Regions from separate parts of the Muntiacus reevesi genome. Here region 2 is linked to region 1. Evidence: chromatin contacts called from public Hi-C data. All regions are on one chromosome and are shown on one strand. Each heading gives the region's core, a stretch centred on a gene start, on an enhancer-like site or on the middle of the called end of the contact. The rest is flanking DNA. Distances are from core to core; before and after follow the strand shown. Region 1 holds the start of NCLN (nicalin). Region 2 holds the start of TLE6 (TLE family member 6, subcortical maternal complex member).

What was found. Hi-C and Micro-C count contacts between places; a contact is called where the count stands out from the background.
Region 2: a contact with region 1 is called in a Hi-C map of muscle, with 4 times the contacts expected there. The contact joins the promoter of TLE6 here to the promoter of NCLN in region 1. A contact is called at or near these places in 2 of 3 Hi-C or Micro-C datasets (blood and muscle).

The regions. Positions count from the first base shown.
Region 1 is chr1:199,403,846-199,409,365 of mMunRee1.1, reverse strand. It overlaps NCLN (nicalin), which reads left to right and starts at 2,926. Exons shown (of 15, transcript XM_065918077.1): 1 at 2,926-3,237. The coding sequence starts at 3,054.
Region 2 is chr1:199,547,019-199,552,146 of mMunRee1.1, reverse strand. It overlaps TLE6 (TLE family member 6, subcortical maternal complex member), which reads left to right and starts at 3,165. Exons shown (of 16, transcript XM_065934018.1): 1 at 3,165-3,218; 2 at 3,789-3,874; 3 at 4,370-4,443.

The DNA.
Region 1 (5,520 bases), core at 1,677-4,176:
TGTGTAATGTGCTGTGCTCAGTGCTCAGTCGTGTCTGACTCCTTGTGATCCCGTGGACTGCAACCCGTCAGGCTCCTCTATCCGTGGAATTTTCCAGGCAAGAATACTAGAGTGGATTGTCATTTCCTCCTCCAGGGGATCTTCCAGACCCCAGGATCGAACCCGTGTCTCCTTTGTCTCCTGCATTGGCAGGTGGATTCTTTACCACTGCACCACTTGGGAAGCGTGTTTTTGGGAAGCGTGTTTTGGGGAAGCGTGTTTTTGTAACAGGGAAGAACAAATCTGACTCCCTATTAGATCTGTTCCTCTTACTTTCACCTTTGTGCCCTGTTGCCTGTCATGCTGATTCTGCACCTTTTGTACAAGAATGTTGCATTAAAGCCTGAAATATACAGGAGAGCCTGTCCTCAAGGCTCTGAAACTTGAATCTATTCATACAGAAGTAAAAAGTTGCAGAACAGAGAATAACATTTGTCTCATTGGAGGCTTATAGGAACATCCTGTCCTTCGTGGCCAGCTGCAAGAACAAAGGATTCCAACACTAAGAAATCTGCAACAATCATCACGTCCGTCTCACCTTACTTTGCTGAAACCCTTTGGGGAGTATGAGTTTATAAGCCATGAGCCATTGGTCTACTTGCATGGTGCTGCAGTAAACCTTTCTCTGCTCCAACTCCCAAAGTTTTGGTTTGCTGTGAATGAACTTGCTTTTGGTAACATAGATAAATGAATAATAACAAAGAAGCCTTAAAGACTACTCTGTTGTTCTAATCACCTGTGTGTTAATTTATTTAATCCTTGCAAAACCTCCAGGAGGCAGATACTGTCATTAACTTCATGTTTCAGATGGAGAAACTGAGACCCAGAGAGGTTAGGTAACACATAAGTTCACACAGCTGGGAAGAGGCAGAATTGGGATTCAGACTCAGACAGGTGACTTCTTGATCCCTGGTCGTTACTGCCTTTTTAATGAATGAATGAATGAATACCAGTTCCTTCCCTCTTTGGAAAACTAAGAATGAATGTTTCAAGTTATTCTTTGGTTTCCAAGGTTTCACCTCCACAAAGCAGAATTAGTTGAAACTCCCCATTTTACAGACAGAAAAACCAAGGCTCAGGGGAGGAGGTGGTACGGGTAGCCCTAAGATCCAAGCCTCGTTATCTGAGCCAGATTCAGGCCCCTTTCTTGCTCTGTCTCTGGGTGAGTGTGTGTGTGTGTTGCCTGTTCATAGCCTGGCTGGGAGGAGCAGGGGTAGATGGAGAAGCAGATAATAAATATTTGCTGATGAAGATCACTTGGGCCAGAATGAGTTCTCACCCCTCTCCCTACCCTGCCAAGCCACTCTTGACTCCTCCAGCCTGGGACCCCCCACCCCCACCCCGCCCGGAGAGACCTGGGGATGGCCAGAAGCAGGTGACATAGCTGGGAAGGATGGGCTGGTGTGTTAGGGTGTTCATGACTCATTTATTCACTCACTCATTCACTTAATGACTGTGTGTCAGGCTCTATTCTGGGCACTGGGGTTGCAGCTGTGAACAACCTGGCACCTGCTTGCACAAAGGTCACAGTTTGGCGTGGGTGACAAGCACCAAACTAAGCGTCCGTTATTTTTGGTAAGGAACTACCCATGCAGAAAGCAGGAGGGGTCTGTGAGGGTTATGCAGGAAGAGAAGATGCAGCAGCTCCAAGGCTGCATGAGCTTGGTGCATTCTCATAATACCCGCATTTATTGAGCACTTCATGTATGCCTTTCAAAGTGCATTCACATGAACTATCTTACTGAATCCTCACACACCCCTGAGTAGCCTGGGAAGAGTGTTTGATTATTTATCATCATATTCAGCAGGCAGTTGAGGAAATGGAGGCTCAGAGAGGTGAAAAGATTTGCCCAAGGTCACATAGCTGGGAAGTGGAGGAGCTGGGACTTGAACTCATGTTATTAGTCAACACAACTGCCTCCTCTCACTTGGGACAGAAGGGAGGCTCAACTCCTTAGGCAACAGTACCAGAGCCTAGGGGCTAGGGTCATTGTGTTCTGCACCCTGTGGCCTCAGCCTTCTCATCCGTACGGAGGGTATGAGTTACTGATGACCCTTAAGGCCTCTGACCCAGGGACAATTGGGTTCTTAGGGTGGGCAGATTAGAAAATATTAATTTAAGACACTCAGTAGAATTTGAATTTCTGATTATCAACGAGTAACTTTTTTACTATGAATATGCCCCGAATATAATTAAGCCTAAGTATAAATAATTATATCATCAACCCCAGCACAACGCCAGGTTGCAGACTACAAGTCCCATAATCCACTGCGACATTCCCTTTTAGGAACCTGTCATGATTTTTTGATTCTTCTTTCATTCATTTATCCAAAAATTATATAACCCACCCGTTGTGTGCCAGGCCTTGGGTCAAGTTCCGAGGAATACATCAGTGCACAAAGCAAACACAAATCTTTGCCCTCAGGCAATTTAACATCTATATTCTTTGGGAGTTTTAAGTGTTTTTTCCCAGACATCTGCCAGGAAGACTTCAGCTCCCATGAGCCCTTGTGCTTGCTCGAGACTACAATTTCCAGGAGTCCTAGCGCAACAGGTCCGCCCCTCTCTTCCTTATTTCTAACTTTCTTCCGGGTCGCAAGGTCACCTCCTGTACAACCTCTTTTCCTCTCGTCCCTCGCCTTTCTCCCACGGCAAAAACAGGGTTTCAATAAGTTACACTGCTAATAGTTTGTTTTAAAGTCTCCGTATTTTCTCACTTGGAGTTTAAGCGGAACTTTAGCCGACAGTCCACCACAGCTTTATTAGGGAGTAACAGAATGGGCCCACAACTCCCATGTGGCTCCGAGAGCCGGAAAGACTACAACTCCCAGTAGGCAGCGCGTCGGACGGGCGGCCCTCGGCGGTGCCGGCAGGACCCCGGGCGGGCGCGGGCTGCCCGACGCGGCGCCCGCAGGACCCCGGCGCCTACCCATGCCGAAGTGAGTCCGCGGGAGCCACCGCCACCGCCGTCCCGACGCCGCCGCCGCCCCGCGCGGCCCCGCCGCAGGCCAGGATGCTGGAGGAAGCGGGCGAGGTGCTGGAGAATATGCTGAAGGCGTCGTGCTTGCCTCTCGGCTTCATCGTCTTCCTGCCCGCGGTGCTGCTGCTCGTCGCACCGCCGCTGCCCGCCGCCGATGCGGCGCATGAGTTCACCGTGTACCGCATGCAGCAGTACGACCTGCAGGGGCAACCCTACGGTGCGTGGACCCGGGCCCCTGGCCTTCCCCCTGGGCCCGGCTCTTCTCCTGGGCTCTTGGTCTCCTCCGGCTCAGCCTCCCGGCTGGGGCCCTGACCTCCCGCCCAGCCTCCCGCCTCCCTAGGGCCCCGGCCTATGCCGGCCGGGATGCCCCTTCCCGTGGTTCGGTCTCTGCTCCCTGGATCTCAGGACCTGCCTCTCCCACACGTCCAGCAGGAGTTAAGCTTGCAGACCTCACTTGGGCCACCAGACCCTTTACCGGAGCTCCAGGCAAGTCCGAGCCTGGATACCTGAACCGCTGCTGGGCCCCTAGCTCTCTGTGTCCAGTATCCTGGGGACCCACCGCGCTGGCTCCCACAGCCCTCTGGCCCCGTCCCCGACAAGGGCTACCTGCTCCAGAACGCAGAACTCCCAGCCTCAGGCGACACTGTCGCTGCTCTTGACCTGGGTCCCCTGTCTCTCCCCAATCCCCAGCTGGAGCAGAACACCAGCCTTGGGCCTCCTTGATTTGGAGTGGAGTCTCTCAGCGCCGTTCTTCCAGGCTAAGCTAGACAACCCTGCACAGCCCTTCAGCACCCCGGTGCGCTTTATCTAGTGCTCACATTCTGCCCTGCTTAAGGGCTCAGAGCTCTGATTGCTCACCCCAGCCTGTCTTTATGTCAAGGCCTTCCCTACTCCCTGGTCCCAGCTCATGAATTAGGTTCCTCAGAAATTATCCTGCCTTTGTGCTCCTGAAATCCCATGTACTGCTCCCTGCTTGGGAGCGTACCCACCCCTCAGCCCTCCTGCTGCTCCTTCTCCCCAGGATTTCAGGCCTCCAGGCCTGGATCCTGCCTTGCTTCTGTTCTCCAGCCCTGCCCCCTCATCTGTTAAAATCTTTTGAAAGTGCCCTCTCTTTTCCCGGCCTTTATGTAGCTGGTGTTCCAGAACCTTTTGGCCTCTGGTTTCTCCCCCAACTTGGTATCTAAGGCCCGTCCACCCCATGAGGGCTTCCCCTCCCCAGTCCCCCGGTCCCCTCATCTCTGAGCCCTGGTTCTCTTGGACTGACCTCTCTTGTTGGAACGTCAGGGCCAACCTGAGTCCCCTGGACCCCTCGCCACCGCCAGGTCCTCGGGGAGCCCCAGTGTCTGGAGACATCCCCCTCAGACCCCATCTCATCCCAGAGTTACATCATTTCTGTTTAGTGCAGCGTTTGTCAATGCATGGGTCCCTGAGTGATGACTTTGGGTTGTCATGATTGACAGCCTCCTGGCATTTAGTGGGGCCAGGCCAGGGGTGCTGCCCCACACCTCACCGTGCCTGGGACAGTCTCACTCAGAAAATTATCTGGGCCAGATTGTCAGCAGTGCCAAGGGGGAGAACTCAGAGTTACAGTGTTGGCTGCAGACCCCAGCCTCCTCACCAGTGGGGTGGTAGGCCAGGAGCCCCTAAGGAGTGGGCAGTTTATATGTGTTGTTGGCATCCCCCTGGGAAGAGGGTCTATGCCAGTGGTGTCACAGGTGGCCCTTTGGGATGACTTTTGGTGTTTCATCATCATAATTCTGAATAGCCACGTGTGACTAGCAGCTCTGCCCGGTCTGGAGGATCCCGCCATCCCATTGGCTGGATCCTAGCTCTCTCCAGATCAACTCGCCGGTCCGTCCCTCACTATGTCACTCCCCTGTCCTGGCTCACACTGGGAGCCTTGCTGCGAGCTCTCCTAGCACACCCAGCTCTGCTCTGGCCCCTTGGGCAGCTGTAATCTGGCCGCGTGGATGCCCCGTGTCTCCTACTGCCTGTTCAGCGCTGGCCTGCTTGCTGATATGGCCCCCTGTCCTTGCCCAGACAGGCACTTCCTGACACTCGTCCTCCACGTGGGCCCTTGGAACCTTCAGTACTTTCTCCCTGTCCTCCTCCCCTCCTCTCTCTCAGTCCTTTGCCCCCAGTCCTTGACTCCTTGCTATTCTTTTTTCTGACCCTGTGACTCCCTCACCCCACACACCCTCCTTCCTGGCCCCCATCTTTGCCAGACACTGAGTGGGCTCCGGGATGAGCAGAGGGGCGTGGCGGGGCGCCCACCCAGCTTGGCTCACACATCTACACCCCCACCCTGGTCCCACCCAGCAGTGTCCCCCGTTGGCAGGGATGCGGGGCACCCGCCACTGGGGAGATGCTGGTGCGATAGTCCAGTGGAGCAGGGAACCCCAGCTCCCTCCCAGTGGTGGAGAATCTTGAGAGCTGCTCTGCTGGGTCATCACTGATTGCAGTGTCCCCAGCATCGCGCATGCCCTTGCTTTGAACCTGG
Region 2 (5,128 bases), core at 1,916-4,415, 140 kb before region 1:
AACTTCTCTTTTTTAAAAAAAAAAAAAAAAATTATTTATTTTTTTTTTTTTTAGGAACTTCTCTTTTAAAAAATATTTCTTGGGCTGCACTGGGTCTTAGTTGTGGCACTTGGGATTTTTTTAATTGTGGCATGCAATCTCTTAGTTGCAGCATGTGGGATCTAGTTCCCTGACCAGGGATCAGACCCAGGCCCTCTGCATCAGGAGTGTGAAGTCTTAACTGATGGACCACCAGAGAAGTCCCAGGAATTTCTCTTTTCTTTTTTTAAGAACTTCAGTTCTATGGAACTAACACAATATTTAGTAAATTAAATGTTTAGCAAGGAACTAAAGAGCCTCTTGATGAAAGTGAAAGAAGAGAGTGAAAAAGTTGGCTTAAAACTCAACATTCAGAAAACTAAGATCAAGGTATCCGGTCCCATCACTTCATAGCAAATAGATGGGGAAACAATGGAAACAGTGACAGACTTTATTGTCTTGGGCTCCAAACTCACTATAGATGGTGACTGCAGCCATGAAATTAAAAGACACTTGCTCCTTGGAAAAACTTTGTCCAACCTAGACAGCATATTAAAAAACAGAGACATTACTTTGCCGACAAAGGTCCATGGTTTTCCCAGTAGTCATGTATAGATGTGAGAGTTGTATCATGAAGAGAGCTGAGTGCTGAAGAATTGACGCTTTTGAACTGTGGTGTTGGAGAAGACTCTTGAGAGTCCCCTGGACCTCAAGGAGATTAAACCAGTCAATCCTAAAGGAATTCAATCCTGACTATTCATTGGAAGGATTGATGCTGAAACTGAAGCTCCAATACTTTGGCTACCTGATGCAAAGAACTGACTCATTGGAAAAGACCTTGATGCTGGGAAATACTGAAGGCAGGAGGAAAAGAGGACAACAGAGGATGAGGTGGTTGGATGACATCACCAACTCAGTGGACATGAATTTGAGTAAGCTCTGGGAGTTGGTGATGGACAAGCCTGGCGTGCTGCAGTCCATGGGGTCACAAAGAGTCAGACACAACTGAGCGACTGAACTGAACACGACACTGTAAATCAATTATGTACCTAGTCACTTAGTCACATCCAACTCTTTTCAACCCCATGGACTATAGCCCACGAGGCTCCTCTGTCCGTGGGATTTGCCAAGTAAGAATACTGGAGTGCATTGCCATTTCCTTCTCCAGAGGATCTTCCCCACCCAGGGATTGAACTAATAATGTCTTCTGAATTGGCAGGCAGGTTCTTAAGCACTAACGCCACCTGGCAACCCCAATACTGGAGATTTTCTATACTCCAATAGAAAATCAAAATTAAAGAGAATCTCAGACCTGCACTAACCAGCGGAACTTTCTAAGACGATGGGAATGTTATAGATTTGCAGGGCAGCTAGTCGTCCCCAGCCAGGTGCAGCTACTGAGCAGTTGACATTGATTCAGCCTGTGGCCCCGGAGGAACGGAGTTTGAAATTTTATTTCGTTTTAATTCATTTTCATTTAAATAACCGCAGGTAACCAGTGGATATCATGGGAGACAAGACAGACCAGGATAATAAACTGGTGTGTCCGGCTGACCCTCTACAACCACGGAGAGGAGTGGAGCACGCAGAGGGAGGCAATTAGCAGGCTGGACCATAAATAAAATATACTTCAATTATGGGCCAGTGGAGGGATGGTGGGCAAAAACCTGTATTTGAGGCTTATACATGGCAGCTCTCACTTTGGCCTTCACAAACAAGCCACAGAACCTGAATTGTGTGTTTACATCTTAACCTCTGGGGGCTATCTTCCTAGGATCTGAACTCTCAGTCACCCGTTTCCCTTCCACGTCCACCTCCTCTCCACGACAAAGCTACGACTTTGGTGGGGAAGGAGATTTCTCTGGTTTGTGTGAATCACAAACCTGCCTACTCCCGCCCCCCTTCACCACCACTCCCCCGGCCCCCCTCCCCCACCCCAGTGCCGGTGGCCAGGTGCAAACACGTAGGAGAATCAGCATTGTGTGAGTTTTGAACACAGCAGGGTTTAGGGCTACGGAGATTACAAGATTAGCTTCAATATAAACCAGATTTGGAGAAAAATAAGAACTGTGTCCAGGGGATGGATGCTTTCCTGAACTGGTGACCTCTGAGCTAGAGTTGAAGGTGAAGTATCCAGCCGGGGAACAGCCCAGGAGGGAACAGCCAGAGCGAAGGTTCTGGGGAGGGTACAAACTTGACCTCTCACTCCCACACTCTGCAGTAGCCACTTCCCATCTCAAGCAGGCCATTTCACAACAAAAACAGGACCCCTGAACCTCTCCACACACACTCCACCCTTATCTTTGAGGTCACCCCAAGCCTAGAGTAGAACTAGGCTTCCCCCCTTGGCCTTGAACCTGGAAAAGTGTACCAGTTCCAAGGCCTTCGCAGTATCCGGCCTTTGGTTCTCAGATTTCTCAGAGCCTCAGTCCCGGGGCTCGGAGGGCTGCTGGGAAAATTCGCTGATAAAATGCACAGCCCCAGGCTTGCCTCCTAGGAGGCTGGATAAAAGGGAGCCTTTGAATTTTCCCCAAGAAAGGGGACCGAAGCTTCGTTTGCAATGCACGTTATTTAATACTGAGGAGAAGGTGCTTAGTCCATATCTAAGGATCTGGAGTGAGAGCGCTTCCATTCCCCGCCCCACCCTCAGCCAGGAGCCGCTCCAGGGCAGGACGAAAAATTGACGAGACTTCTCACAAAACAAGGAGAATACACACCTCCCAGTCTCTCGTCTAGTGGCACCTTGTGACCCCAAGCCCCTTGCTTTAACTAAATATCCTCATCCCTGCCGGGACCCCAAATTGCTTACAACTCTACACGCTGCCCTTCCCAGCCTCGGGACCGCAAGGGTTAAGCGTAGGCGCCGGGCGCGCTGATTGACAGCCCGTCCGGCGGCTGGGGAGAGCCGACCAATCAGATATGGGAGTCGCGGCCCACGTGGGTAAGCGCCCTTACGATTGGTCAGCGCCGCCGGCGGCCGCCTGCGGAGCCCGATCCCACGTGCAGCTGCTGCTAATTCATTGACCGGCTTCGCGGTGCAGGTGGCGGCGGGGCGGGGCCGGGGCGGGCGGGGGCGGGGCCGGGGCGGGGCGGGGTGGGGCCCGATGGGTCAATTGGCCTCCGGGGTGGGGGGGTGCTTCCTGTCCGCCTGAACTTGGCTGACCCTGGCGGCTTCCTTCTGGGCCACCATCCTAAAAGAGGTGGGAAGGCCTTTGGATCTCTTGGCAGACCCCAGGGTCCCTGGGCTGGGGAGGGGGCTGGAAGGGTGCTGAGGGGCAGAAGTAAAGAAGTTTAGTGCCACAGGACTGATTAGGTCTCTTTCTTCCTGAGAAATTTCTAATTCACCTGGCCAACTCTTATTCATCCTTCAAAACCCCTTTCCAAATGATATTCTCCGGTGCTTTAGGAAATTGTCTCAAAACTAAGTTTGAGCTTTGATATCTTTGTCTGGGGTTCCTCCAGCCCTGACTGCTCTTAGAAGGAAGTGTATATGTTTGGCACCATACCCTGTGCCCCACCTCCTAGAGTGAAGCCCCAGGGGACTCCCCACCAGGAATCAGCACAGCTGGAACCCCCAGAGAGAGGTGAATGAATGAACATCGGGTGTAGAGAATGCAGTGGGGTACTGGCGCTCAGGGAGGGGTCGGAGGCCCAGGACTCAGCCCTAGAGGGAAGATCAAGGTGGGCCAAGGGTGGGGTGGGGCTGGTTGTGTCTCTGTTCCCGATCAGCCTTCTGTGCTCAGGATCTGTAATCTCCTTGTTAATTTTAGAGTCCCTGGCTAAATTCCTTGTTACTGCAGCCTGAAGAGTGACCTCTTGGGGTCGTCTCAGCCCCCACGGACACCCTCAAAGCATGGTGAGGCATTACCCCTTAGGGGAGGGGCGAGGAGGCAGCAGCTGGGCTCAAATCTCTCCTGCTCCTAAGGGAGGGACATGGGCTGGCCTTTAAGCTGGGGATACAAAGCCATCATACTTTAAGCCACTTTCGTTTTAAAATTAAACTTTTTATCACCCAGGTGATACACACCTGGCTACATCATTTATTCAGTTAATATTTTACAAGCAAAAGTCCCTTCCCCTTTCCTGCCCCCGACCTCATTACTTCCCAGAGAAAACCACTTCTAACAGTTTAGGCCAGGGGTCGGCAAGCTTCCATAACAGGCCAGAAAGTAAATATTTTCAACTTTAGGCCGGGAAGATACCGTGTGGGTACTTAAGTAATAACAGAGAGAGAGCAAATGACCTTCAGGTCTCAGGAGGTCCTGCCCCACCCTCTTTGGGGCTGATGACTTGACAGCAACTATGCTGGCCATCTGTGGGTTTTGTTCATCTCCCACTTTGACTTCTCCAGGAGCATTCTCAGGCCAACCTTCCAGCCCAGAACTATCAGTACGCCCTGGATCAGCTCAAGCAGCACTTCCCCAGGTGAGGACAATCCCGGGGTCTGGAGGCACCGCTGTGGCCGGAAGTCCCACAGAGGGAAAGAACCCCCGCTTTGTCTCCATGGCCCAAAATGCAGGACCAGTGTGGGTGGCGACCACGTTGGAGGGTGACGCAGAAGGAAAGGAAAAGCAGTAATACCAATCCTGGCTTTCATTTCAATTTTTGACTGTGTGTGGTTCAGTATGGATTTGCTCTCATTCAATTATATTTTGTAAAATACTGCATTAAAATCATGTTCGTCTTGACACTGCTTTCAGTGTGGCACGTGGAAGGGACTAGCTCCCTTAATGGAACTGCCCTGCTGGGAGACTGAAGGCAGGGCACATTCTGGGGAAGGGTCTTGAGGCCTCCACTTCCAGCGGGTCTGTCTTCCCCGGCAGGTTCCCCACTCACTTGACGACGCAGGTGGACCTCGCTTACGGCTTGGTGAGCCCCACCCCCACCTGTCAGCCTGTCTGGAGCCACCTGGAAAGGCTGTGGTGTTTAGCCTCACAATCTGGGTTAGGGGACACCTTCTCTACTTTGCTTGCCTTAGGCAATGCAAAGAACCCACTGAGCCCCAGCTTCCTGTGTTTTTCTTCTTTTAAATGGAATTCAGTCATAGACACTTTTATTTTTATTTTTAATTTTTGGCTCTGCTGGGTATTTGTTGCTGTTCTCAGGCTTT